Linked DNA regions of Mus musculus: regions 1, 2, 3, 4, 6 and 7 are each linked to region 5. Evidence: chromatin contacts called from public HiChIP or PLAC-seq, Micro-C and promoter capture Hi-C data. All regions are on one chromosome and are shown on one strand. Each heading gives the region's core, a stretch centred on a gene start, on an enhancer-like site or on the middle of the called end of the contact. The rest is flanking DNA. Distances are from core to core; before and after follow the strand shown. Region 1 holds the start of Mapkapk5 (MAP kinase-activated protein kinase 5). Region 2 holds the start of Atxn2 (ataxin 2). Region 3 holds the start of Aldh2 (aldehyde dehydrogenase 2, mitochondrial). Region 4 holds the start of Brap (BRCA1 associated protein). Region 5 holds the start of Cux2 (cut-like homeobox 2). Region 6 overlaps Atxn2 (ataxin 2). Region 7 holds the start of Vps29 (VPS29 retromer complex component).

Region 1 (3,698 bases), core at 387-2,886, 500 kb after region 5:
CTCCTTTTGAAGCATGTTTATTGTGAGCAAGAATGTAGACACAGGTAGTTGGTATAGCAAGGTATGTTGTATTAGGCTGCTCACCTGTATGACATATTAGCAAAAGGTCAGGTGCAGTCTCTAATAGTGGCCTCTGATTCAAGGGTCAGGATCCTGGGGAAGACTGTCCAGCTGCAGGGCCGATGAAGGTCTCTCCAGATGTGCAGAGCATTGCTCTTGTCTCTGTTTAGGTACTGTCCAGTGGAGGCCATGGGGTTCTAGGGCTGTGTCTGGTTATCTTGGGTCACTGGGTTCTGGTTATCAGGTGCAGCACTGGGTGTAGTGGAGTTCCTAACTAAGCTATTTTTTTCAGGTTTACCGGCTTTTTTTTTTTTTAAATATGCTCATTACATTTGGTTAATCGAAAATCTGAGGGATACCCCTGGGTGACTCAATTTAACCCATGTTTTTACCTTGGTTGCACGCCTGCCATGGGTTCCAAACTGTCCATTCCAAAGGACATACCATTAGCCTGGCTGAAGGCTAATCTAAAAGAGCTCTCTATGGGGAGACCTCAAGACACTAACTTGCTCAGCTCTTGGTCCCAATCTAGCCTCCATGCACATTGGACAAAGGCTACTGCTGGCCAAAACTTGGAAGTTTTGATTTTAATATCTAAATTGATTTAGATAACTTCATAAAACGAAATGGGAAGTGGCCTGAGGCCTCTCCCCCCATATTTCTGCATTCTTAACACCCTTACTATATAGGCTCCTCGAAGCCAGCTTTTTCCTCTGGTAGAGGAGTCCAACTTCCAGGAGGAGGACTGTGCCCCCTGCTGTGCGCACCAGTAATCACAGTCCTGACTGTTAAGAGGTCAGGCTCCCATCTCTCTTTTGCTCCCTGTCTGTTCCTTTGAACTGCCTCAGAAATCTAACAGAAAGGACGTGTACTAAACTCCTTTGTGTATACTTTGTGTACTCGTCTCTTATGACTCTCTCAGGGATACGCTTCCATTTAAGTAATCGTTAATAAAACCTTCAGAGCCGGGCGGTGGTGACACACGCCTTTAATCCCAGCATTTGGGAGGCAGAGGCAGGCAGATTTCCGAGTTCGAGGCCAGCCTGGTCTACAGAGTGAGCTCCGGGACAGCCAGGGTTACACAGAGAAACCCTGTCTCGAAAAATCAATTAATCAATCAATCAATCAATCAATCAACCAAACCTTCAATTCTGCTTCATAAACTGGCTAGTCCTAAAACCGTCCGCATGGAAGCCAAGAACTCGTTTGTCCCTCCTTCCCGCTTCTAGCATCCTCGGGATGCTGAGATGGCTGCAGCAGGCAGCAACATCTCCGACCCCGCTAAGCTGACAGGACGAGCACGATCCGGTTGGTTCCCACACAGCCAGATTTCTGTATGTCCCACGTTACCATCCCACTTCCCAGCCAACTCCTTGGCTGCATCCACAGGTTTCGCTCAAAACACAAGACACTCAGCAGCGGGCTCCCGCGCATGCGCCCTCCCTGCATTCCGCTTCTCTTTCGGCAGGCCAGGCCTCGCGCCGTCTTACGTCATTCACCCAGCGCCACGTCAGTGGAAGGCCCGGGGGCCTGTGCTGCGTGCGGCGCGCCCCGGGGACGACCCGGCTGGCGCCTGCACATCCACCGCGCGGCTCGGGAAAGCCTCAGAAAGGCCGGCGGATGCCGGCGAGAGGCGCGCGGGGCTGGGTGGTCGCAGAGCCCCGCGGCAGCATGGCTGGCGTGAAGCTGCAGAGGGTGAGGCGCGGGCGGGCGGCCGGCGGGCTGCCCGGCGCAGGCGTCCCGGCGATGTGTGGCGCTGGAGCGGCAGTGGGAGCGGCGGCGGCGGCGGCGGCGGCGGCGGCGGCAGCGGCGGCGGGCTCGGCTTCGGCTTCGCTACGGTGCTGGTGCCGGCGGCGGCGGGGAAGGCGGAGGCGGCGGCGCAGGCTTCTCCTCAGGAGCTGGCGAACCCAGGCCTAAGCGGCGGCCCCGCCAAAGCCCCGCACGGCGCTCCAGGCCGGGCCCCTCCCCGCCTCGCCCTGCCCCGGGAGCCTGCCTCCCCGGCCGGGGATGAGGCCGGGAAGCGGCTGCGCGGGGCCCAGCACAAAGGCTTGTCCCCAGGGGCCGCCGCCGCTGCCGCCGCCACCGCCGCCACCAGCTTAGAGCCGCCTGCGGAAGCCGAGCCGGCACCCGGACCTTCATCCCCTCCGCTCCCTAGGGGCGGGCGCTGCCCGTCTCCCCGAGCTCCGAGCCCTTTGCTTCCTCGGCTGCCAGGGGACGGGACAGCCGCGCAGCCTCCGCCGCTTCGGGCTGTGGGAGCCCAGCGGAGCATGTCGGAGGACAGCGACATGGAGAAAGCCATCAAGGTAAGCGGGAGATGCAACCCGTACCCTGCTTTGTCGACAACCGCGATTCCGCTCATCGTGGGCCTTGGGAAATAGAGAGAATTTGAATGGGAGGTAGAGGTTCTAGTTCCTAGCATCTAGTAAGTTCGGTTTTCGGCCTCCCGGGGAAGGGGACCGCATTTGAAGGCCCAGAGTGTTGGCTTGTGTAGGGTGGTGTCTCCGATTCCCTCTAGCCTCCTTGGTTGATGCAATTTGTGCTCAGCTAGAACGAAGTTGAGTAGTGTGGAGATACTTCATATGAGTGGGATATAAGAGGGCTTCTTAGGACTCTCATGTTTCCATCACCTCCAACTGTGTCCATTTGCATCTTGGTGACCCACTGCGACACTTGGCAGTGGCTCTGACCCCTCCTGATGGCTCTGAACCAAGCCTGTTTGAGACCTTCAACTTCAGGAGTTGCTTTACCTTTGCCCAAAACCTGCCCTTTGGCTTTTCCCTTCTCTGTGCGTTCATTTCCTTCTGTTCTCTTGTCTACTCTCAAGAATCAAGAGTTTATTTCTGAAGAGTTTAAAGCGCCCCGTATTCTAAAACGACCCCAAATGGGACTGGGAATATAGCCAGCTGGTAGAGTACTCACCATGCATGAACCCTTGGGTTTGATCCCTTGCACTGCATGAAACTGGCACGGGGAGGGGTCACCCCCCCCCCCACACACACACACGCGGGAGGATCAGTAGTTGAGGATCCCAGCCAATGCTGTGATTTAATATCTGGCTCAGAAGAGGAGCCTCAGTCCAAGCCTGGTGACCAGAGTAAGATCCTTAGACCCACATGGCTGGAGAGCACCAACTCTGGCAAGTTGCCCTCTCATCTTTGGAGACACACATTAAAAAAAAAATGAAATAAAAAGTTCAAGGTTGTCTTTGGCCACAAAGAGTAAAGAGGCCATCATGAAACTACAAACTCTTTTCTGTTTTTTGTTTTGTTTTGTTTTGTTTTTTTCGAGGCAGGGTTTCTCTGTGTAGCCCTGGCTGTCCTGGAACTCATTTTCTGTTTGAGGCTGGCCTCAAATTCAAAGATCCACCTGCCTCTGCCTCCCTGAGTGCTGGGATTAAAGGTGTTTGCCGCCGCCACCACCACCTACTAAAGTAGAGTTTGTTTAGAGTATTTTAAAATTTAAAGTGACAGCTTTGTTTTGTGTCAACATTCTTCATGTTTTTCTGTGTATTTGACAATTTCATACATTTAGTCTTCATTGATTTTGTTTCACCATTGAGAATATGTATATTTGCTGGGTTATGGTGGCATGTGCTTGAGGCCAGGAGTTCAAGGTTAGCCTAAGCAACACAGTGAGTT
Region 2 (3,723 bases), core at 259-2,758, 340 kb after region 5:
CCTCACCCCTAAAAATTGCAGGAACTGGGCCGGGGGGGGGGGGGGTTGGGAGGGAAAATGCGGTGCGTGTCCAGAGCCCGCGGCCAACCCACCTCAAGAGTCCGGCCCTCGCCCACCTCTATTCAAAGGCGCCTTCTGCTCCGCGGACGAGGAACAGCAATGCGGATCGGCCACCACCCGCGCGCAGGGGACCTTGCGGGGAAGGAGGGAGGCGGGCCTGGAGGGAGCCGGGCACTCCCACCCCTTCCCCAGTTGGGGGGGGGGAGGGGAAGAACGGCCCGCTGCGGGAACCCCGCCGCCCCAGATCTAAAGGGGGATGGGTGCGTTAGGCCGCTGGCACCCACCTCGCCTCCGTCGCCCACCTTCCCAGGGTCTGCGGGGCGGGGGATAGATATGCAGGACACCCGGCTTGACCCTACCTGGGGCGGCTGGGCCTCAATCTCCCCTCCTCCCTCCCGACTCCCCACCCGGCAAAGAGGCTCATTTCAGGAGAGGATCCCCCCACCCCCTGCGACCCGCACCCAGGCTCAGCCGCCCTTCTATCGGGGGGGGGGGCGCAGCAAGGGGGTGGGGCGGGATACCAATCGCCCCTGGCACACCCGGGAGGGGCAGGGGGCCGCCAGGGCCGTCCATCTTGGCCGTCTGGGGGGAGGGGACGCGATGGTGCGGGAGGCTGGACACGGCCCGAGAAGCCCGAAGGAATCTGCCGGCGCCTCCCGCCCCTCCGCGGGCCCCCCGGCACATCGCGAAGCCGGCCGGTCACGGGGCGCGAGGCGGGGGAGGGGACGAGCGGCGCGGGATCGGCCCGGCGCGGAGGGGGCTGGGGGAGCTGACACCCACCTGCCCAGGCCGGGACGCCCGCCGCCCGCGGCCGCCGAGGAAGACGCCACCGGCGCGGCCGGGGCCGGCACCACGGAAGCCGAGGTCACCGCGGCCGAGGCCGGCGCGGCGCCGGGCGACGAGAGCAGGCCGCCGCCGGGCTTGCGGCCAGTGGCGGGCGCGGGCGGCTGCGGCTGCGGCTTCAGCGACATGGTGAGCGGCCCATACACCGGCTCGCACGCCGGGCGGGGACAGCCGGGTGCCGGGCGCGCCGAGGAGGAGACGCCGGAGCGCGGCGGGGACGCGCGGACGCCGGGCGGGCAGGCGCGGGCCGGCGTGGCCGCGGGGGCCAGAGGCAGCAGGACAACGACGAAGGGGCGGGGAGGCCCGCAGACACCGAGCAGCCGCCGGGAGCCGGGCCGGGACGCGCCGTGGCCGTTGCTACCAAAACAGTCTGAGGCGCAGGGTGGCGAGCGCGGCCCGCGGGGAGGGGCGCCGGGGCCGCGCGGGGGAGGGCCGGCGGAGGGATACGCCACCGCGCCGCCCCGCCCGCCGCGCCGCGCCGTCCGCGGGAGCGAGCGCCGCGCGGCCCAGCCCGCCGGGCGGCGCGGCTCGGGGTCCCCCGCCGCGGGCCGCTGAGCGGCGGCGGTGGACGAACGCATGGGACCCGGGCTGGCGGACGCGGACGGGGTTGACGCGGGCCTGGAGGGCGCGGAGATGCGAAACAGACCCGGGGCGGGGGAGGTGTCGGGGGTGGGGGGGGGGACTCTTTACCGGAAGTCGGAAGGGTCAGGCGGAAGTCGAACGTGAGACGGCCCGGGGGGCCGATCAGGGACACGTGAGGAGCGGGGCGCAGCGCTGGGCCGCGTTCGCTCTCCCCGGGGTCGAACTAGGGCCGTGGAGGGGGCCAGGAGGGATCCGCCCTCGCCAAGGCGGGTCTGAACTTCGGGATCTGCTTCGGGGACGGGCGCCGTGAGCTGCTCGGGTGTCCTCGACCCCCTTGGAGGACCTTGATTTCACCCCACCCCCACCCCACCAAATCACAACTTAGAGGATGGCCTGCGGGCACCTTCGGGGCGGGGACCTGCAATCGGGGCCTGGCACACAGTAGGCCCCCAGGTGCCACTGCGTGCCGACTTGCCCTGCCAGCGTGGGGAAGCTTGCCGCCTCAGAAGCCACCGCCAGCTGCTTCACTTTGCCCCACTTTATTCACCCCGGCGAACTGTTGGGTCTCTGACCTTCATTTGAACCCTCTTTTTTTTTTTCCCCCTAGCTCGCTCGGACTTCTTAGTTCCTCCTTCAGGGGACCCGAAGGGAAATGGACCTGATTGGTAGTAGAACTGGGTGATGGGGTCTCCCTCGGTGAAGACTAAACAGACTTTCCCAAGAATGTCAACTTTAGACCTTGACCCCTTTTAAAAACTTTTACTTTAACTCGGGAAGGCCACCAAACACTGGTCCGTTTTTTTTTTTAAGGTGTTGTAATTAAATTGGAAACAAATGGTTAACTTTTTTCAAATGAGTTTAAATTGGTTTTTTTTTTTTTCTTTCTTTTCTAAGTGAAATTGCTTAAGAAGGTGATGGGCCGAGGGAAAAAAAAAAACCCTCAACCTATTAAAGTCATTCCAGTGAATTAAAGGCAGGCATGGTGTTCTTGCCTGTAGTACGAGCACTTGGGAAATGGAAGGAGGATTAGACAGTCAAGGTCATCTTCACCTTCATGAGGGAATTCTAGGCCAGGCTAAGCTACAAGAGACCCAGTCTCAAGAAGGGGCAATTCAATGAAGAGTTACCCCTGGTTATGGCACATGCCTTTAATCCCAGCTCTGGACAGGCAACTGGATCTCTTGAGTTCCAGACTTGTTGGTCTACATGGATTTTTTTTTTTTTAAGTAGCTAGCAGATAGCTCAGAAGGTAAAGGCCCAGGCTGCCTAAGCTCACCACCTAACTCTCAACCCTGGAGCTGGCATGTGGAAGAAGAAAACTTAAATGCTTGGAATTGTCCCCAGCCCTCCACCCTTGGATTGTGCCACACATATATAAGCAATATAAGTATGACCTTGTCGGTGGTGGTTTTTGTTCTTGTTTGGTTTTTTCCGAGACAGGGTTTCTCTGTGTAACAGCCCTGGCTGTTCTGGAACTCACATAGATCCACCTGCCTGCTGAGATCAAAGACCTGCTTCACCATGACTGGCCATAAATATGACTTTAAAAAAAAAAGAGAGAAAAATGGATCTGGGGTGTCAGTTTTAGATAGGGAGTATAGCATTGCCTCTCCAGCTCCACACCCCTGGTCCACCTGTGAATAATTAAAAAGAAAAACTTAGAACGTATATAAGAGTTACTAGTAGTCCAGTTGAAATTCAATTAACCTACATAGCCCAAATAAAAATTGTCATATTTGGTGAACACTTTCTAAAAGGTCATTGTTATTTCCCAAGAACATGGAGAGAGGGAAAGTTAGCCTTCCTAGATGTGGTGGTCCTTGAAAAAGTGACCCTGAAGAAGCCTGACATGAAAGCAAAGCCTTGAATCCCAGCATTCGGGAGATAGAGGTCACAGGGAAAAGAGTTCAAGGCCAACCTTGGCTACTACTACATAGTACATTTTTACCAGCTCTGTGAAACACTGTTTCCAAAAGAAGCCAAAATAAGTAACAAATCTAGGGTTTAAAACATTACTTGAGCCCGGCAGTGGTGGCGCAGGCCTTTAATCCCAGCACTTGGGAGGCAGAGGCAGGTGAATTTCTAAATTCTAGGCCAACCTAGTCTACAGAGTGAGTTCCAAGACAGCCATGGCTAGACAGACAAACCCTGTCTCCAACCACCAACCCCCCCCCCAAAAAAAAAAACAGTACCTGATTCCTAAATTGAAAATGAATTCGTAAAATATATACTAATACC
Region 3 (3,404 bases), core at 394-2,893, 460 kb after region 5:
CTTAACAGCTGAGCCATCTCTTCAGCCCGAAAGTAGACTTTCAACACATTCTTGATTTGTGATACTTCCAACCTGAGAAGAGTTAAAGGCCACACCCAATCATAAATGGAGGAGGAGCCTGTATATAGCACTATCAGTATTTAATTAGGAAATGTCCCATGACTTAGTGGCTCTACAAACCGGGGCATTATTTGTAGTCCCCCAAGATTGGAAGCCACCTAAATGTCACCCATAGAAAATTCTTTAAATGGTAATGGGCCTGTAGTCAATGAGACAGCAAGTAGCCCTTTTACAAACAGTGAATGGGGACACCTTCCTGCAGGAAATGGGTGTGGAGATTCACGATCCACATTTGGCAAGGCAAAATGGTTTACTTCTGCACAAGGGCGAATTGCCACGCAGAACAAGCAAACACACCCAGAGGGCCCCTGCAGGTGAAACTTTTGAAGGGATATATATATATACATATATATATGTATGTATGTATATATTGATGGCTAGCCGGAACTCATATGTAGACCACCAGGCTGGCCTCGAGCTTTCTAGAGATTTGCTTGCTTCTACTTCCTGAATGCTAGGGCTGGAGAAATGGCTCAGAGGTTAAGAGCACTGACTGCTTTTCAAAAGGTCCTGAGTTCAAATCTCAGCAACCACATGGTGGCTCACAACCATCAGTAATGAGATCTGACATCCTCTGTGTGTCTGAAGAAAGCTACAGTGTTCTTAGATATATAATAAATAAATCTTTAGACTGAAGCCAGCGGGGCCGACCTGAGCAAGCAAGCAGAAGTCCTGAATTCAAATTCCCAGCAACCACATGATCGCTCACAACCATCAGTACAGCTACAGTGTACTCATAAACATAAAATAAATACTTCCTGAATGCTGAGATTAAAGACCCAGACCCATTTTTCTGCTGTTTTTCTTTTTTAATTCTGAAAACAAAGGGGTCCTGTGTGTCTCTCTGAGCCAAGCTTTCATTCTGACCTGATTGACTAATACAGAGCTGCACAGTCTCCAGGGAGATATGAAATTCGAGCATATCTTTTGGATTTCTGTATGTGCAGACCCCCGGGGGGAATCTGGAAGTCTGCTCAGTGGCTCCTTTTTAATTTCTCCCAACAGCGTTCTCAGTTTCCCAGATTCCTTTGCACCTACGGTGGGTCATGTGACCAGCCTGTGAGGTCCTTAAATGCTTTTTTCCTCATGTTTTGTGCTAACGGTGCGGAGTCCGGAACAACTTCAGCTGTCCGGTGCTAAAATGAGAGGCACACGAGGAAACGCGCCCAGACACCTTGTCTGGTCACTGGCTATTACAGCGCGGGTGACAATATCCTTCGAGTCACCAAAGCAGGGCGATGCTCATACACAGCAGTCTCCTCCTTCTGGGTGCTTCAGAAACAGGCTGGGCCTCAGCTTCCAAGGGCTCCACCCAGTTTGGGGCTCCTGGGTTTCAAAACACTTCTCTTTGCACTACCCAGAAGCCCCTGCCAAGATTCTCACCATCTCCTTAGCCTAGTGATGCGTTCACCTGGTTGAAAGGCACACAAGTGACCAGGCGTCCACGTCTCTTTCTAGCCAATGACGTCCTGCACCTCAAGTGCCCAGTCCCAGGCTGTTCATGGAATAACCGCATTCATGAATTCTCTTCGCCGCCATATCTGCACAGATGTGAGCCTTAGGCGCCAGCCACCCTGCTAGGAGCGCACACCACTCTGGCTAGGCTTTCTCAGGGTTCTGCAAACTCCATCTCTGACTTGGCTTTGGGAGCCAGGGGTCGCGCCCCTTAGGCCGTGAGGGGCTGGGACTCCCTGACCACGCCCCCGTGTCTCCGCCTCCCATTGGCGGCTGCAGGGGGCGGAGGCGAGGACTTGTTCTTCAACGCTGCAGTCGCCCTCCGATCGGCAAGGCTTCTCTCGGCTCCGTTCGGCTCGGCTCGCCCATTTCAGTTCAGTTCGGGTCAGTTAAGCTCCGCTCAGTTCAGCATGCTGCGCGCCGCACTCACCACTGTCCGCCGCGGACCGCGCCTGAGCCGCCTGTTGTCCGCCGCCGCCACCAGCGCGGTGCCAGCCCCCAACCATCAGCCTGAGGTCTTCTGCAACCAGGTGAGACTCACTTCGCCTCCTCGGGCCCTAGGGCGGGACGGAGCGGGCGACGCGGCCTCAGTTTCCCCTCCGCGCCCAGCGATCTTTGCGCGCGTCTTCCCTTGCCCATGTGGCCGCAGTGTGTCGCCTCTCGGCCTGGGACAGTCCTGGGCCTCTTTACCCCGCATCGATGCAGCCTGCTCCTTCCCCGCGCGGTCCGGGTTCACCCAGGAAGGCCCAGCCGTCCCAGCTCCTCTCTGCGAGACCTCCCATACACCCCTACCCGATTCACGCAGACCTGAGCCAGAGTTCAGAAGCAAAAGCTGGGTCAGGACCCCTCTGTGGCCGCTCTTACCCAACCGGGACTTTGGAATGTTGTCTTAGCTTTTTGAGTTTTGGTAAAGTCTGGAATCACATGAAAGAACGTGGTTGTGAAGTATTCTTTTTGTTTGTGCAACAAGTGGGACTTGGCTGCCCTCTTCTGTAAAATGGGAAAGCAGTCAGGGCTGATATCTTGATGTGTTATTTTGAAAGAAGATCTCATTTTGTAGCCAAGGCTGGCCCGGAATTCTGTGTTCTTCCGTCAGCCACTCCCACCCCACTTTGGATTTGTGCAGGCCAGACACGCAGCTACCACCTCCGGTCTTCAGCTTTCTCTCTACTTTTTCTTTGAAACAGGATCTCACTAAGTTGTCCAGGCTGGCCTTGAACTTGTAATTCTCCTGCCCCAGGCTTCCCAGTGCTGGGCGACAGTGATCCCATGTCTCTTGATACTACAGGGCCTCGTGCACTTGGCACTTGGTGTGAGCTGCAGTCCGGGTTCCCCAAAAGTCCCCTCCCCCAACCTTTGTGCAGGGCAGCGTCCTAAACAATTCAGTCTTTAACCCATAAGCTTTAGAACTGGGAGTTTGATGCTATAACTATCCCCACTACACAGCTCAAGAGACTGAGGTCTGGTCAGGTTCCTAAAGAGCCAAGTTAAGGTGAAGTCTGGGTTCTTGTCTGGGATTCCAAAAGTAAGCCCTTAGCCAAAACATTCCATGGTCTCTTGCAACTCTGGGTAGGAGCAGTGGTCGGATCTCATGTTGAACGTGGACATCCTCCAGATGGACTGCTGACCACCGGTGTTGTAGCCTTAGCCTCTTGCTTTCTGCAGTATGTACTTCCAGGACCTGGCAGCCATTTACACATGCGCAGGACCTGTTTGAAAATGCCCATGAGGAGTGCTACAAGGAGTCAATCCAAGGGAAAACAAACAAACAAACAAACAAACAACCCATCTTTTGCATAATACAAGCTGTAAATTTCAGTAGCTGCTGG
Region 4 (3,743 bases), core at 646-3,145, 390 kb after region 5:
GCATGCTGGAACTATACCTCAGTTGGGAGAGCGCTAGCCTTACATGTATGAAGCCCTGGGTCTGTGCCCAGCAGGATGCAAACTGGACATACGGATGCATACACATGATCCCACCACTCAGGAGGTGAACGTAGCAAGATTACTTCAAGGCCATACTCATTAACAAATGTACCCAGCCTCAGCTGCTCATCAACCGCAAAAAACACCAAACCAAACCAAACAAACAAAAACCAAAAAACAAAAACCAGCCAGGGGCTCAGAGTACTTGAGCGCGGCCAGGCTTCCTGTGGGCATACCTGCTCTGGCCTTCATGGTCTCAATAATCACATCCGTCATTTCCCGACGGCCAAGGTGCTGGTGGATGATGGCTGCTTTCTCCCCGGCTGACTTCCCTTCTAGACAGGCGACAGCGGAAGCCAATGTCTTCTTTTTGATCTCCTCATCAGACATCTCTCCAGCTGGAGAACACATGAAAGATTAATACCTAATGACAGAACAAATTCCTCTCACTTCTTGGCACATCAATCAATAGCTTTCCTGCTCCTCTATGGCGTGTCCCCCTGGATGAGGCTCTTTTCCAGTGTCTGCCTCTGTCCCTCTACTTATTAATGAATAAGCAGCATTTCAGAAACCCGGAGATGTGACCGAAATTCCTTAACATCAGTTCTGAGGCAGGCACCAGGCCTGTCCAGTACGGCACTCAACCCACACAACCAAGCACACAGTAGGAGTTCTCAGCACCCGATCCACACATCTAAGCACACAGTAGGTACTCTCCCCCTAGGCTTTACTGCATAAATGTCTCCAGGACTGGGCCAGGATGAAGTTACCTGTTTGTGCCTAGTGCCAACTTAACTGACTTTCAGATCTAGGGGTCACTTTGAGCTCTGGAATTTCGCTTGTAACCTTGAAATAAATCAAGTCACTGGAGTCTCAAAGACCAAGAAAGACCACAACACACTCTTCTACTGCAGCTCCAAAGAATGGACCCACAGAGTGTCCAGGATGCCATCCTTCCGAGAACGAGCGCCAGCCCAGCTCTCCAAACTAAGTGTCCGTTTCTCTTTTCCATCAACTTGGGACATTTAGTCCGTATGGCACATATCAGACCAAGTCTGATTCAGGGCATGACAAAACTCTTGACAGATACCAAGCAATCGCCCTCCCACACACACCTTTTTCTCGTCGGTCTTTTGAGACAGGTTTCCGCCCCCCCCCCCCAACCCTGCCTGGCTTCTGGTTGCCTGTCCTCCTGCCTTCACTTCAGGATCCTCAATGCTATCAGGTAAGGTTGTGACGATCACGGGAAGAGCCGAAGCTGCATGACCCACTAAGGAAGTCTGTGGCCGGTGGTGAAGACGTCAGCCTCTCGGTCCCCGGCTGGGCTAAAACTCGCGTTTCCAGCCACTCACACCTAACTTTGGGCAAATCCTTTCCCCACCGGTCTGTCTGACTGCCAGCTTGGGAAAGGCGCACAGCATCGCCCCCGCGCCCTGGGCCGCGCTTTCTCGCAGCGAGGGCGACGTCGAGCAGAGGCGCCCGGCAAGTCCGGGGGCCGGTGGAGCGAGGGCTGCCGACCCTCCGGCCCGGCGCGAGGCCGCCGACTCACCGGCGGCGCTGAAGCCGAAGTCGGTGGGGACCGGCGAGTGACCCGCGAGCTCCAGTCGGATGACCACCAGTGACACACTCATAGGACAGGCGCTGCTCGGCGTGGGCCCCGGTGGGCTGACGGAAGGCTGCGGCCCGAGCCCAGAGGCCGAGCGGCCCGCGGTCGGCAGCGCCGCCACCGCCTCAGAAGCCGCGGCCGCCGCCTCAGCAGCGGCAGCCCCCGTCGCGCGCAGCCTGCCGAGCCACAACAACCTCCGCTTCCGCCTGTCGGCCGCCGTCTCTGACCCGCCGGGTCGCGCACGCGCACGCGGAAAGGGGCGAGGCCCCGGGCGCGCATGCGCTTTCGACAGCTGCTTCTGCCCCCTTGGCTGACCGTCTGGACAGGGTCCGAGGAGCGTGCGCAGAGCACGCAAAGACGCCTGGCTCCTATTTTGCGTTTGACCCCTCTCTACGTTTGTCCTCCTTAGTTTTCCCGCAGGGCTCACCGAGAGTCTATGGGTCCGCAGAGACTCTGAGGCTTCCTGGGTCTTCGACCTCAGGGTTGTAACTTTCTGCAGGTATGGCGAGGGGCTGGCTAGGAGCGCAATGACTTCACAGATAATCCACTGAGAGCCGGGCACTGCGGGGCTGCGTGGGATGATTATTTTTGCGGACACAGAAAACAGCCCCAGACAGGACAAGCTTCAGCACTCGTGCGATCCTGAGCTAGTTATTGCATAACCACTCGGTTGTGTGATACAAAACGCTGTGTAAGAGACAGGGATACGCTGGGAAGCCTATAGGTCATGGTTAAATTTGGTTTTGTGGTTTGGATGTGTTTGGTTTTGTTTTATTTTTTGTTTGTTTTTGTTGTTTTCTTCTCCAAGTCAGAGTTGCTCCAAGTACGCCTAGCTGTCCTAGAACTCACTCTGTAGACCAGGCTGTCCTCGAACTCAGAGATCTGCCTGCCTAAGCCTCTGGAGTTGTGGGATACAGCCCTGCCCTACCACCGTCTGGCCATTGTTTAGTTGTTTTGAGGTTTTGAGTTGTTCTGAGACAAGGTCTTGAGTAGCCCAAGATACTGAGAACCCTATATATTGGAGAAAAGATAATCTATGTTCTCTACGTATTGGAATCAGATGTCCTTGAACTTCTGACCCTCCTGCCTTTTCCACCTCATCAGTGCCAGGGTTACTTCCAGGCTTCTGCTGAAGGCTTTGTGCTTCACAAGATGGCAGGATAGAACTAACTCAAGATTGTCCTCTGTGCAGGTGCTATAGTGAGCACACACACTGAGGAATGCACTTAAGGGTTAGAATGCTTTAGGTATAGGCTCTGGGTTCAGTGTCTAAAATACACACACACATACACACGATATAATCGAAACAATGTTCAGGACACACACACACATAAGAGAAAGAAAGAAGGAAAGAAAGAAAGGAAGGAGAAAAGAAAGAAAGAAAGGGAGAAAGAAAGGAAGAAAGGCCAGGTAAGATTAGTGCATATATGGAGAAAAAATATGACATGTCAGGAAGGACAATATTGTGTACATGCTATAGTGTAAGAGGTCTGGGAGAGGCCATGGATACAAATGGTACCTGTAACAGGAACATACAATATATAGAGGTGTTTATACTATTTTCTATGTAATATGTCTTAAAGCCTTTTAATGCCAAGATTTCCCAACTTCTGCTCAACTTTCACTTTCTATAACCCTTTTGGGGTGCGTGTATGTGTGTCTGTGAACCATAGACCTCAGTGGTACTGTCACCTGGTGGTGACCACCAAAAAAAGCATAGATATCACCAAATCATACCCCTCATGGGGAAAAATGGGCATATATGAAAGTGGACAAGCCATCCACAGAGTGTAGATCATCTGACTGTGTCAGACACTAGTTTATGGTGCTGAGATTGACCTAGAGTCTTCATCGTGCTAAGAACAAGCCATTCTGCTGAGGCACACCCCCAAGTCACGTGTTAGGTAACCCTAAATAGTGTGACACACACTAACTTGATAGCTCTACATTCTTTACCTTAGGCAATGGTTACCCCCCCCCCCCACCTTTGCAATAGGTACTGAAATTATCCCCATTTTACAGAGGAGGAAGCTGTGGCTCAGAGAGGGTAACATACATAGGACCTCACTGTCAATGG
Region 5 (3,614 bases), core at 195-2,694:
CGAGAGTGATGTCAGAAGTCCAAGCTCAGCCATAAAAAGGGAATATAATTTCGGTTGGCCGTCCATAAAAGCTAGTCTTTTGACAGAGATGAGGGGGGGACTAGGCCTCTTCTTTTGGAAGGGAAGTAAGTGGGGGGGGTGATGTGCAATAGGGTGTGGTGTGGGGAGGTGGGCAGGCAAGGAGGGTGACTTCAGGGTCTGGAGGTTTTTTTAGGGTTTTTTTTAGGGGGTACCGAGGCATGATGGGTTTCTGAGTCCCTTCTTTAGGATAACAAGTTGGGAGGGCTCATAGAAAAGAAGAGGGATATGTGAAATACGCCCCCTTTTGGTCCAGGGTCTGAGGAACTGCAAAGGCCGGGACCTCCCCGCCCTGGGTTAAAGATCAAGGAGAAAGCAGAAACGCTATACTCAAAGGGCGTGTGTGTGTGTGTGTGTGTGTGTCCGTCCATGTGCGTTGGCCATGGTAATGATAACATGACACCCTGCCTAGCCCCCATAGTGATGTTAGAGGTCCGGAGCTGCTACAGCGGGCCTTGGAGAACCTCAACTGATCCAAGCAGCTGTTGGGGAAAGGCTGCTTCCGCAAAGGTTTCTCTAAGGACATCCTGCAGCAACATTCACTTCACGCCAGGGACTTGCTTTGGAAAGTTGTGGGGTGCGTTACGCCCACTAAAGAATAACGATCAGAGCCCTACTGTAAAGACGCAAAGCATAGACACACAGGTTCCCCAATAGGACTTCCTTCGGTGCTGTACAGCACCATGCTGGGCGCCCGGAGACTTTCCCACGGCTCCGGGGCGCCCCCTCGCGGCGGTCACCCGCAGCGCAGCGAGCGCGTGGCGCGCGGGGTTGCGAGGGGGGGGGTGGACCTCGGCCGGAGGGTCGCGCGTGTGTGCTCCGTGCTCCCCTCGCGCGAGGCCACGCGAGGAGAGCGGCCGCACGCACTGCAGAGAGCTCACTTTGTTCTTTACGGTCCCCGTCGCCCGCGGCCCCTCCGCGCTCCCGCCGCCCCCCCTGCGCATTGATCCGCGCGCGCGGCGCTGTCGATAAGTTTGCAAGGAGCCAAAGTCAAGTGCGAGCGGCGTGCGCGCAGAGCCGGGCCGCGCTCCCGGGGTCCAGCCCGGGTGTTGGCGGCAGCCGCATCCCCGGCCGCGCGCCCGCCCCCAAGATGGCGGCCGAGGGGGGACCGCGGGGGGCCCGGGGGCCGAGGCCGGCCAGGGCTGTACGGGCGACCAGGGGGCCGCGCGCAAGACGGCGCCTGGACTGGCGGCGGCTGCAGGTGAGCAGACCAGCCCGCCTTTGTTCGCTGCCGCCACGAGCGGCCGCCGGGACGCGGGAGCCGCCGAGGCGGGAGGAGCGCGGGGAACGGGAGGAGCGCGGGGAGCACGGAGAGCGCGCGGGCAACGCGGGGGAGCGGGACGCGGCTGCGCAGCCATCCAGCCGCCGCCGCCGCCGCCGCCTCCTCCACCGGCTGCTGCAGCCAGGACGCTCGGTGCTCCTCCCGGGCCGATCCCTGAGGGTTAGTCTCTGCGTCTTGTTTCTCCCTCTCTCCTCGGTTTTTTATCACCCCCTCCGCCTGCTTTCTCTTCCTCCGCCTGCTTTCTGCCTCCGTCCTTCCCACCTCTGTCTTGACCCCCCCCTCCCGCCTCCCCTCTCCGGTCTTGCTTTTCTTCCCTCGCTTCCCCTCCTCCTGCTTTCTCTCCATCATCTTGATATTCCCCTTCTCTGTCTGCTCCTCCCTCCCCGCCCCTTCCCCTCCATCCCAGTCCCGCGGCCCCGGAGCCCCAGGCCCGAGCGCGCGCAACTTTGCGCACCTGCCGCGGGGCGGAGCAGGTGCGCGGGCTGCAGCCCCTGGGAACTTTTGCACCCGCGCCCCTGGGGCTACCGGTTCTACCTCGCTTGCTCTCGCACCCTGCTCTCTCTGCCTTGGCCCCCCTCGCTCCCCTCTCCTTCTCAGGGGCGACACTCTTGGCAGCCCCAGCACTTTTTCCATGTTCCTGGTGCGCGGGCTCCAGGTGCCTCCAGGTTGGGATGTTTGCTGACCGTCTTTCTGAGGCCCTGGGATGGGCGGGGGGTAGGGGGGGAGATGCGGTGTTACAGTACCCCATTTGGCGACACACTTGGGTGCTCATTACGCCCGCAGAGGCTCCCTGCACCCTGCAGTCGAGCAGAGTCGCGGCAGGTGCTGCGATGGCCTGGGCGGGGAAGCCTTGTGGATAACCACGCTCTGAGAGCATTTTGCTTGGCCAGTGACATTCTCAGAATTCGTGACAACACGTCTGGAGATAAAAAAATAAATAAATAAAACATAAAGGGACCCACTTTCCCTTTTTAATCTGTCCGCAGATCTCGTTAAGTTGCTTCTGATAAGTGGCTCGCTCCAGCCCCCCTCTTCTCTGTCCCCACTCCTCGCTCCCCTCCTCCCTCAAAGCCACCGAGCCGGAGAGAAAATCGGGGCACTCAGGCATGCAGTTAATAACTGCAGGAGCTATGCAATTCCTAGTCCGCGCCCGAGTTGAGGTTACAGTTTGGTGGCCGGCTAAGATGGGCAAGGCTGTGTCCTATGCTAGACGGTTTAAAGGATGCTAAAGTGGCTTTGGAGGTGGGGAGCAGGGGCCGGGAGGGGGCAGAGAGAGAGAGAGTTGGGTAGCCACATTGGGCCTGGCACGAAGGCCAATGGTAATCGTATTCCCTGCTAATGTTTGTAAATGAGACCCGGGCAGGCTGGGGGACAGCGTCTTTATTTATGATTGATGTTCTGTAACATAAGGGATGACAAGAACGCGGCAGACTAGAGGGGAGCAAGCGGCTGGGCTGACGGAAGCTCTTACCCGGGTGCTATTGTTATTCTCCTGGAGAGAATTGCTACGGTGAGCTTTACAGCGGCCCCGTATTTGCCCATAGTCGCCGGAATGCCAGTTAACACGATTCTCATTAGATAACTCGCTTTCCATCCAAGCGCCTGGGCTGCAGGCTTGGTGGGAGAGAGAAAGGGAGAGAGAGGCTGCCCTGGGGCTGAGGCCTGGGTGCGGCTCCCCGCGTTGGTTTCAGAGCTGATTGGGGTGGTTCTGGACGCTCCCTGTCCCCAGTCTTGGTGGGGAGGCTTTTGTGGAGCTGTGGAAGGTCACCCCAGTCTTGGTTCCAGCTGACTCCTGGTGGTCTGCACGCCTTTTGTTAGGGTCTCAGGACACACTGAGATGGAAAAGGAGATTTGAGCTGCAAGGGTGGTGAGTGAGGGTGGTGGACACAGGCCTGTCCAGGTGACAGGGACCAGGAACACCAAGACCGCTCCCCCAACGGGGAACATACAAGGGTGTGTGTGTGTGTGTGTGAACTCATTAAGACAATGGCTGTGTGTCTGGCACAAACAGGCTCCCAGGGAGGGGGGCTCATCTGAATCGATATAAAGAGGAGGGGATGCTCCTCCAGGGAGTTTGAAAAGGCTGCATAGTTCCAGAGCTCAGAGGATTGACTGTGGAAGCTGCGGCATGCATCTTGCCAGGCCCAGGCTGGTGCAGCTGCCCACTCTCCAACCCCGCCTCAGCCTCTCCTGTGATCCCTGGCACAGCGTGCAAAGTCCAGGGTCTTCCGGACATCCATCTCTTAGCCCTTTG
Region 6 (3,341 bases), core at 209-2,708, 280 kb after region 5:
AGTGTATTATGGGGAAGGAGAGATGGCTCAGCAGTTAGGAGCATGCACTGTTCTTGCAGAGGATGTGGGTTTGAGTCCCATCACTCATGGGGCAGCTCACAATCTTATGTTAACTCCAGTTAGGGGATCTAACCCCCTCTGCTGGCCTCTATGGGTACTAGCCATGCACATGCTGTATATAGAGGCCTGCAAGCAAAAACAAAGAGATCAAAACATTAAATCAGTCCTTCTAAAAATCAAAATGACTAGAAATGATCTGCAACCACAAAAATATGCTTAAATATCATGCTACTGAAAAATATCATTTTTAGATATCTTTTGTTTCCCAGAACTGAATGTTAAACAAAAATGTAATCTTTGTCTGTATCGATATGCCTATAAAAAAATAATAGATGACTGCTATTGGCTTGGTTCCCAGGATTAGGAACTCATCTTGAGGAATGATTATGCAATAAGGACTAGAGAGGGACACTGTTACAGCCTAGGAAAGCTTGCTACGCCCCCAGCAGACCACGGCTTCTCCAACCATCTCCTCAAGTGCCCCAGGAGTCATGAGAAAAAGCTGCCTGGGGCTCCAAGAAACCCTCATTCTCCTCAGCCCACAGAAACCATGTCAACTGCATCAAGTGCAGCCCAGCAAACTAATAGTAAAGTATCCAGCTGAAGAGCAACTTGGGTGAGCAAAAAGCTCAGGACTGAAGAGCAAAGGTGTGATCTGGTTCTGGGTTCTGAAAGCGCGTCTAGCACCCTCTGCGGTGCATGGGCTTTTGTAGAAAGCAAACCCAAGGATAAACAGGGCAGATGAGATAAGCTCAAGAAGGCCATCAAGGTTGAAGAGTCACGGGAAGGAATGTTGACTAGAAGTCATTCTGGAAGTCTATCCCTAAAGAAGAGCATAATATGAAGTCCTTGCCAGGTGTGGGAGCCACTGCCTTCATGGTATGGTGGTGGTAGTGGAGGAACGATTTGAATTCAAGGCCAGCCAGAGCTACACAGTGAGACCCTATCTCAAAAAGCTTGAGAGTATCTATTCTGAGGAGTAGTGCTTGTTTCTCTTTCAGAGGCCTGGGTTCAATCCCAGCACCCACAAAGAGACTGTCATCTATAACCAGTTCCAGATATCAATGCCCTCTTCTGACCTCAAGAACACAAGGTCTGCACACCCAGGCAAACTCATTCATGTAAAATAAATCCATAAAAATTTCAACTTACTACACTGGCACAGTAACAAGACACCACAGCTCTGAACAGAATCAGGCACAAGGCGCAACAAAATATAATCAGAAATTCATATATCATTTTTTAAAGATTTAATTTTATATGTTTGAGTGTTTTGCCCTCATATATGCCTGCAGCACCTGCAGAGCCCAGAAGAGGACATCAGCTCCCCTGAACTGGAGTTAGAGAGGTATGAACTCCTTTTGAATACTGGGAACAGATCTGGGTTTTCTGCAAGATTGAGCAGGTGCTCTTAACCACTCGGTCTCCTCCGCAGCTGCCACACATCTTGACATCTGGTAGCCTCACTGTCAGGAAAGGCACTAAGTCACTTCCCTAGGAGGACAGTTTCTATAGCAGAGGATGCTTGACAAGACATATCCACATCAACAGTCAAATTAAAATCTGCCACAAGCTCAATCAGTTCTGGGGTTTGAGAGTGAGGCTCAGCTGGTAAGAGTGTTTCTCTTCCAAAAGACCAAGTTCAGATCCCAGTACCCGCAAAGAAACCCACAACCTCTTGTAACTTCAGCTCCAGGGGAGCCAATGCTCTCTTCTGGCCTCTGGAAATCTACACATGTAGCAGACACAAATAAACCATATATGCATATATAAAAACAGCTCAGTCTAATCTACTTAGTGAGTTCCAGGACAGCTGGGACTGCACACAGACCCTATCTCAAAATCAAATCCAATAAGATAAGGTAAAATACCTAGGTATGATGACACATACCTTTAATTCCAGCACTTGGGAGGCAGAGAGGCAGAGACAGAGAGACCTCTGTGAGTTTGAGTGCAGCCTGGCCTACACAGCATCATGTTCCAGGCCAGTCAGGGCTAGACCTTGTCTCACATAAATAAAACTGTAAGCATACAAACCACAAAAGATCAGGAATAAAAACCTTCATAGGCTAAACTTTCATAGGTAAGGAAATAAAGAAAAACAAGTGGATGGGACTTTTGGGGGGGGGGGGGGTATAATTTTTGCTAAAGTAAAAAAAAGTTAATTTAAAAAGCTGGTCAAGTTCAAGGCCAGCATGGTGTACAGAGTGAATTCAGAAAAGCCACAGAAACGCTGTCTGGAGAATCAAAACTCAAACAAGAGGGGCTGGAGAGATAGCTCAGTGCACTGAGATGGTTAAGAGCACTGACTGCTCCTCTAGAGGTTCTGAGGTCAATTCCCAGCAACTATATGGTGGCTCACAACCATCTGTGATGGGATCTGATGCCCTCTTCTGGTGTGTCTGAAGACAGCTATAGTATACTTACATACATAACACAATATCTAATTTCAAGAAGAGAAGAGAGGAGGGAAGGGGAGGGGAGGGGAGGGGAGGGGAGGGGGAGGAAGCAAGAATGACTAATTGCAGGGCATGGATGGCAGTGAGCATGTCCCAGCACCGGGCAGATGACAGGGAAGGAACTGCAGCCCTAGGTCACCCTAATCTACACAGCACAGACCTGTTCCCAAAACAAAAACTTCAAAACAACAAGCTTCAAATGACTAATTTCTTAAAATGATAAACAACACATGAAAGCAAATTTTGTAGCAAACACAAACAACACTGGGGAAATGACATTTTTGGCATGCAGAAATAGACAGGATTATAGGTGTACAGACTCAAATGGGATAGCTTCTGACAGCACCGTGGTTTGTCTCCATAATGAACTGACTAAACTAAGAAATACCATTGTGGTTAGTAAGTATCTCTGTTAGGTCTGCAAGTCCATTTCCAGAGAGTTCTCTCCTGAGGGCTAGAAGTTAACCAGTTAGCCCTGATGTTATTTACAGTATGGTGGAGTTACCTGGAGGTGGTGCTTAATTAGCGGTAGCAGGTCATGGGGCTTCTGTCCTTGACCTACATGTTGCCCTGGTTGGCGCCTTTTGCTTTCCTTCTGCCTCCTTGAGGTGAAACCCTCAACCACCATACAACCTACTGCTCTTCACAGTTCACAGAGCCAGAGAACCATATTCTACAGGCTCTGAAGCCACGACTCAGGCTAAATAATCCCCCTGTAAGCCATTTCTATCAGGTTCATCATGGCAACAGGAAACTAACCAAACCCCATGAGGAGAAATAGTGGATCCTTCTCTTGCCAAGATCCATTCACAACCAGGAGAA
Region 7 (3,656 bases), core at 163-2,662, 300 kb before region 5:
GACTTCAGAGACATGAATATGCAATCATTCCAGCAAATTCTTCTTCCTTGCAAGTGTCTCCAAATTGCCATCAAAGAACTAGTCTACTTTAAACTGGAGTCTAAAGCAAAATAATTCTCTTTTAGATGCCAAAATCCAGTGAATTTAAGCATATACCTTTGGAACGGCTTATAAAGCCACCTTTTTTTTTTTCTTTTCCATTTTTTATTAGGTATTTATCTCATTTACATTTCCAATGCTATACCAAAAGGCCCCCGTAGCCACCCACCCCCACTCCCATACCCACCCACTCCCCCTTTTTGGCCCTAGCGTTCCCCTGTACTGGGGCATATAAAGTTTGCATGTCCAATGGGCCTCTCTTTCCAGTGATGGCCGACTAGGCCATCTTTTGATACATATGCAGCTAGAGTCAAGAGCTCCGGGGTACTGGTTAGTTCATAATGTTGTTCCACCTATAGGGTTGCAGATCCCTTTAGCTCCTTGGATACTTTCTCTAGCTCCTCCATTGGGAGCCCTGTGATCCATCCATTAGCTGACTGTGAGCATCCACTTCTGTGTTTGCTAGGCCACCTTTTTAAAAGGTTGTCTGCACAAGGATAATCTGTGAAAAACGCAACGCGTGCCCAGCAGCCAGTGAGGTGCCTTCACTTTAACCTTCATCAGGACAAACAGCAGTCCCCCCCCCCAACTTTAGAGAGCAAAGAGTGCCTTCGAAAATCGGATTACAAGGACGTGTCTGCACAGAAAAGTCGTAGGGACAGCAATCTATTGGGGGGGACGGGCCTAAAGGTCTGATGCAGACTGGGTAAGCTAAGGCTCTCCGAACAACCCCGCGCATCTCCGCAGGCTCCAAACGATCCCCACGACATCGCTCAATGGGGCCGCAGCGGCCACAGGAGACGAGCAGTCCCCTTTCCGGGTCCCCGTCCGGAGTGGCGGCCAGTGCGACGGCTACTTCGCGCTCTGCCCCGAGGCCGGCTACCCCCAGCAAGCCGGGAAGGACCAGGAGGGAAGAGACGTGCGGTCACACCGACTGCCGGAGCCGATCTCGTGACCGGGTCCGGCCGCCGGGTCCGCCTCGCACGCCCTCTGGCCGCTGGGGCGAGGGGGCGACATCAGGCCGAGCCGCACCCTCAACCAGCCGCGGTCCTCCCGTTCCAACTCCGCGGCCACCCGGATCCTCCTCGCGCCCCCACCCCACTCCCTCAACCGGACGCCGCAGCATCCCGGCCCCACCCGGGTAGCAGCCGCCGTGGGGCTCACCATCCTGTCACCAGGGCTCCGTTCAATCACCACGAACGCCGCCGCCCTCTTCCTCAGGCTCCTCGGTCGACCCGCCCACTTCTTCCGCCACCAATGAGACGCGAAGTTGGCAAGAGCCTGTCTTACGGGGGCCCGTAAGGGTCATTTCCCGTCAAGGGAAAAAAAAAAAAAACCCGGCGCTGCAAGAAATCGCTCGTGGGCGGGGCAAAGGAAAGGCTGAGCTCGCGGAAAGTGCGGGGGCAACATCCGGGCACCCGCGGCTGGCGCGCTTGCGCCCTCCATGCCTGCTCTGCCCGTAGCCATGCTGAAGTGCGGGATGACGGGCGGCCAGGTGAAAGGTGGAGCGGCCATTCTTGCTTTGCTACTTAGAAGAGGGAAAAGTCTAACGCCTCGTGCAGGGTTTATCCATCGTCTTCTTCGGCCTCCTCCGCCATTCTTCGCCACGACTGAAGCTGCCATAGCGCGCCTCGCGAGGGCCATGCTGGGCTTCGAAGAGCATGCCAGCCCCGTTCCATTTGATTTATGTCCAGGGTTTAATTCGGTGACCGAGAAAAGAATTGTGCCATTGGGCCTTAAACTCGGATTGAGGAGGGCTGATGTGGAGAGAATTCAAGGGGGGAAATAATACTTGACCAGCAAAAGTATTTTTGAGCTGTGGGAAAACCAACCTGCTGCTTTATTCGACATTCTGCCGGAGACATTTTTTTTATTGTTGTTGGGTTTTGTTTTTGTTTTAATATATAATCTCGAACAATCCTCTCTGTCCCTCAGTCGAAAAATGAGACTAATATTAGCCCCTTCGTTGATAGAGGTTGTTAGAAGCATGGGCTAAATAAAAAGTCCATGTAGTGAGATCAGAAATTAGAAAGACTGTGTGGAGAACTGTATAATACATAGCCTTATAAGGGGGGTGGGATGCTTGGGCTGGGGACCGGGTTTGTGTGTAGACAGACCAAAGAAGGGCCAGTGTACCATCCCCCTTCAGAGGTTGGGAGAACTCAAAATGAATGAGAGCATTAGCACGGAAATTGGCTTGCAGGAGAAATAATGTTGAATTTTATGTCGATGCATATTTATTGAAGTCTTACTGTGTATGTAGGTAAGGGTATACGGCATTTCCTAATGTAAATTAGTCTATAAAACGCTGTGTGGATCGGCTGAGTAGTTTAACTCCCAGGTGTATCTTGACCAAAAAGTTCAGTGTAATCACTTAACGGGAAATTGTTCGGACATATTCAGGAAAAAAGGATTTCAAACCACTGTTTCCAGCTCTGTGGCATCACATACAATTAGGACACCGTGTGGTGAATTCCTGTCATGGTGCCTCCTCTCATAGTGATGCACTTTGCTAAGGCTTGACACAGCATCAAAGTTGAGATCGTTATAGTCTAACAACATGTTAACCTAGCCTAGCATGTTGGAAGCCAAGATGCTCAATGCTGTTGTCGTATGGATAGCCCATGAATGGATGCAAGTGCTAACCACTTAGTTTCCAGCCTTTAGCCCAAGATCAAGCGTAGAGCAATTAGTAGAGCCAGGATGAAATGGGTTAGTCGGAAAAGGCCTTGAAGTTTCGGAAGGATGAAGTTTGCCAACAATTTTGGATAACTAGTGTTTTGATTGAGGAGTAGTCTTGTCTCTGTAAAACTAAAATCCCCTATTTCCATCTCAGGCAGTCTGACCCACAGGGCGCTAACACGCAACAGAAGAATCACTTGCATTTGACAGGCATGACTAAGTTGTTCAGTGGATCCCACCGTCCTTTCTGGTTTTCACTTGAGTCCTGTGCATACAAGAGTAGTCTTGTGGTTTGTCTTCACTGCTTGGGAAGAATGTGAACGCACCTTTCTTTTCCTCCATAGTATTTGGGAAAGCAGTACAAACGCTATCACGAGTGAGCGATGAGCTGTGGCTAGACCCATCCGAGAAAGGTGTAAGTTAAAAGGCCTGCTGTGTCGAAAACCAAACCAAAAAAAAAAAAAGCCAGGTGTGCCTCAAATCCCAGCACTTGGGAGGAAGAGGCAGTGGGGTTTCTTTGAGTTTAAGGCCAACCTGGTCCACAGAGTAAGTTCCAGGACGCCAAAGCCACACAGAGAAACTCTGTCTCAAACCCTCCCCTACGGGTCAAGAAACACAAACAGACAAACGAAAAACAACGACAACAACACAAAACAAACCAGGTGTGATGGCACAGGCCTATATTCCCAGTGCCAGGGAGGCAGAGCTCAGCCAGCTATATATCAAGTGTGAGACCAGTTTGAACTACGGGAAACCTATTTTACATGCCAAGATAAATTAAATTTAAAAGAATGTTAAGTGACTGGTTCATATATTAAAGCAAGAGAAGATGTTTTAAAAGTGCTAAGTCCAAGTGAAGTGTGGTGGGTAAAATC

What was found. A called contact is a pair of places that touch in the nucleus more often than the background predicts. HiChIP or PLAC-seq counts read pairs in DNA pulled down with a chosen protein or histone mark. Capture Hi-C pulls out chosen DNA fragments and counts their contacts.
Region 1: a contact with region 5 is called in a promoter capture Hi-C map of adipose tissue. The contact joins the promoter of Mapkapk5 here to the promoter of Cux2 in region 5. A contact is called at or near these places in 2 of 39 promoter capture datasets (embryonic stem cells and stem cell-derived epiblast-like cells) and 1 of 9 other capture datasets (adipose tissue).
Region 2: an H3K4me3 HiChIP or PLAC-seq map of embryonic stem cells shows a contact between it and region 5, with 21 read pairs. The contact joins the promoter of Atxn2 here to the promoter of Cux2 in region 5. A contact is called at or near these places in 2 of 39 promoter capture datasets (the HPC-7 cell line and embryonic stem cells), 6 of 484 Hi-C or Micro-C datasets (embryonic stem cells and nephron progenitors), 13 of 115 datasets of contacts at active chromatin or transcription factors (the SCID.adh cell line, T-cell acute lymphoblastic leukemia, cardiomyocytes and 4 more) and 1 of 9 other capture datasets (embryonic stem cells).
Region 3: a contact with region 5 is called in an H3K27ac HiChIP or PLAC-seq map of embryonic stem cells, with 7 times the contacts expected there. The contact joins the promoter of Aldh2 here to the promoter of Cux2 in region 5.
Region 4: an H3K27ac HiChIP or PLAC-seq map of acute myeloid leukemia shows a contact between it and region 5, with 5 times the contacts expected there. The contact joins the promoter of Brap here to the promoter of Cux2 in region 5. A contact is called at or near these places in 2 of 39 promoter capture datasets (liver and stem cell-derived epiblast-like cells), 1 of 484 Hi-C or Micro-C datasets (embryonic stem cells), 2 of 115 datasets of contacts at active chromatin or transcription factors (acute myeloid leukemia and embryonic stem cells) and 1 of 9 other capture datasets (liver).
Region 6: a contact with region 5 is called in an H3K27ac HiChIP or PLAC-seq map of T-cell acute lymphoblastic leukemia, with 2.8 times the contacts expected there. The contact joins the enhancer-like site here to the promoter of Cux2 in region 5. A contact is called at or near these places in 7 of 39 promoter capture datasets (the C10 cell line, HPC-7-derived erythroid cells, cranial neural crest and 3 more), 1 of 484 Hi-C or Micro-C datasets (bone marrow-derived macrophages), 3 of 115 datasets of contacts at active chromatin or transcription factors (T-cell acute lymphoblastic leukemia, embryonic stem cells and stem cell-derived neural progenitor cells) and 2 of 9 other capture datasets (embryonic stem cells and liver).
Region 7: a Micro-C map of embryonic stem cells shows a contact between it and region 5, with 4 times the contacts expected there. The contact joins the promoter of Vps29 here to the promoter of Cux2 in region 5. A contact is called at or near these places in 1 of 39 promoter capture datasets (stem cell-derived epiblast-like cells), 1 of 484 Hi-C or Micro-C datasets (embryonic stem cells), 2 of 115 datasets of contacts at active chromatin or transcription factors (bone marrow-derived macrophages and memory CD8 T cells) and 1 of 9 other capture datasets (adipose tissue).

The regions. Positions count from the first base shown.
Region 1 is chr5:121,543,830-121,547,527 of GRCm38.p6, reverse strand. Mapkapk5 (MAP kinase-activated protein kinase 5) reads left to right here and starts at 1,636. Exons shown (of 14, transcript NM_010765.2): 1 at 1,636-2,363. The coding sequence starts at 2,328.
Region 2 is chr5:121,709,394-121,713,116 of GRCm38.p6, reverse strand. It overlaps Atxn2 (ataxin 2), which reads right to left and starts at 1,508. Exons shown (of 25, transcript NM_009125.2): 1 at 841-1,508. The coding sequence starts at 1,481.
Region 3 is chr5:121,592,063-121,595,466 of GRCm38.p6, reverse strand. It overlaps Aldh2 (aldehyde dehydrogenase 2, mitochondrial), which reads left to right and starts at 1,643. Exons shown (of 13, transcript NM_009656.4): 1 at 1,643-2,105. The coding sequence starts at 1,986.
Region 4 is chr5:121,658,715-121,662,457 of GRCm38.p6, reverse strand. It overlaps Brap (BRCA1 associated protein), which reads right to left and starts at 1,895. Exons shown (of 12, transcript NM_028227.3): 1 at 1,610-1,895; 2 at 297-458. The coding sequence starts at 1,691. Acad10 (acyl-Coenzyme A dehydrogenase family, member 10) reads left to right here and starts at 1,948. Exons shown (of 21, transcript NM_028037.4): 1 at 1,948-2,165.
Region 5 is chr5:122,047,681-122,051,294 of GRCm38.p6, reverse strand. Cux2 (cut-like homeobox 2) reads left to right here and starts at 1,444. Exons shown (of 23, transcript NM_001312908.1): 1 at 1,444-1,519.
Region 6 is chr5:121,763,363-121,766,703 of GRCm38.p6, reverse strand. The region is part of intron 5 of Atxn2 (ataxin 2); the gene reads right to left. Among named protein-coding and RNA genes, the nearest start is that of Atxn2, 53 kb to the right of the region's middle. Within about 2 kb of position 1,458, at least 9 of the 459 cell types and tissues checked have an H3K27ac peak or open chromatin away from gene starts, as enhancers often do. A contact at or near this core is called in T-cell acute lymphoblastic leukemia, where this site is marked.
Region 7 is chr5:122,352,084-122,355,739 of GRCm38.p6, reverse strand. Vps29 (VPS29 retromer complex component) reads right to left here and starts at 1,412. Exons shown (of 4, transcript NM_019780.2): 1 at 1,264-1,412. The coding sequence starts at 1,266. Rad9b (RAD9 checkpoint clamp component B) reads left to right here and starts at 1,535. Exons shown (of 13, transcript NM_001382853.1): 1 at 1,535-1,601; 2 at 3,126-3,196. The coding sequence starts at 1,565.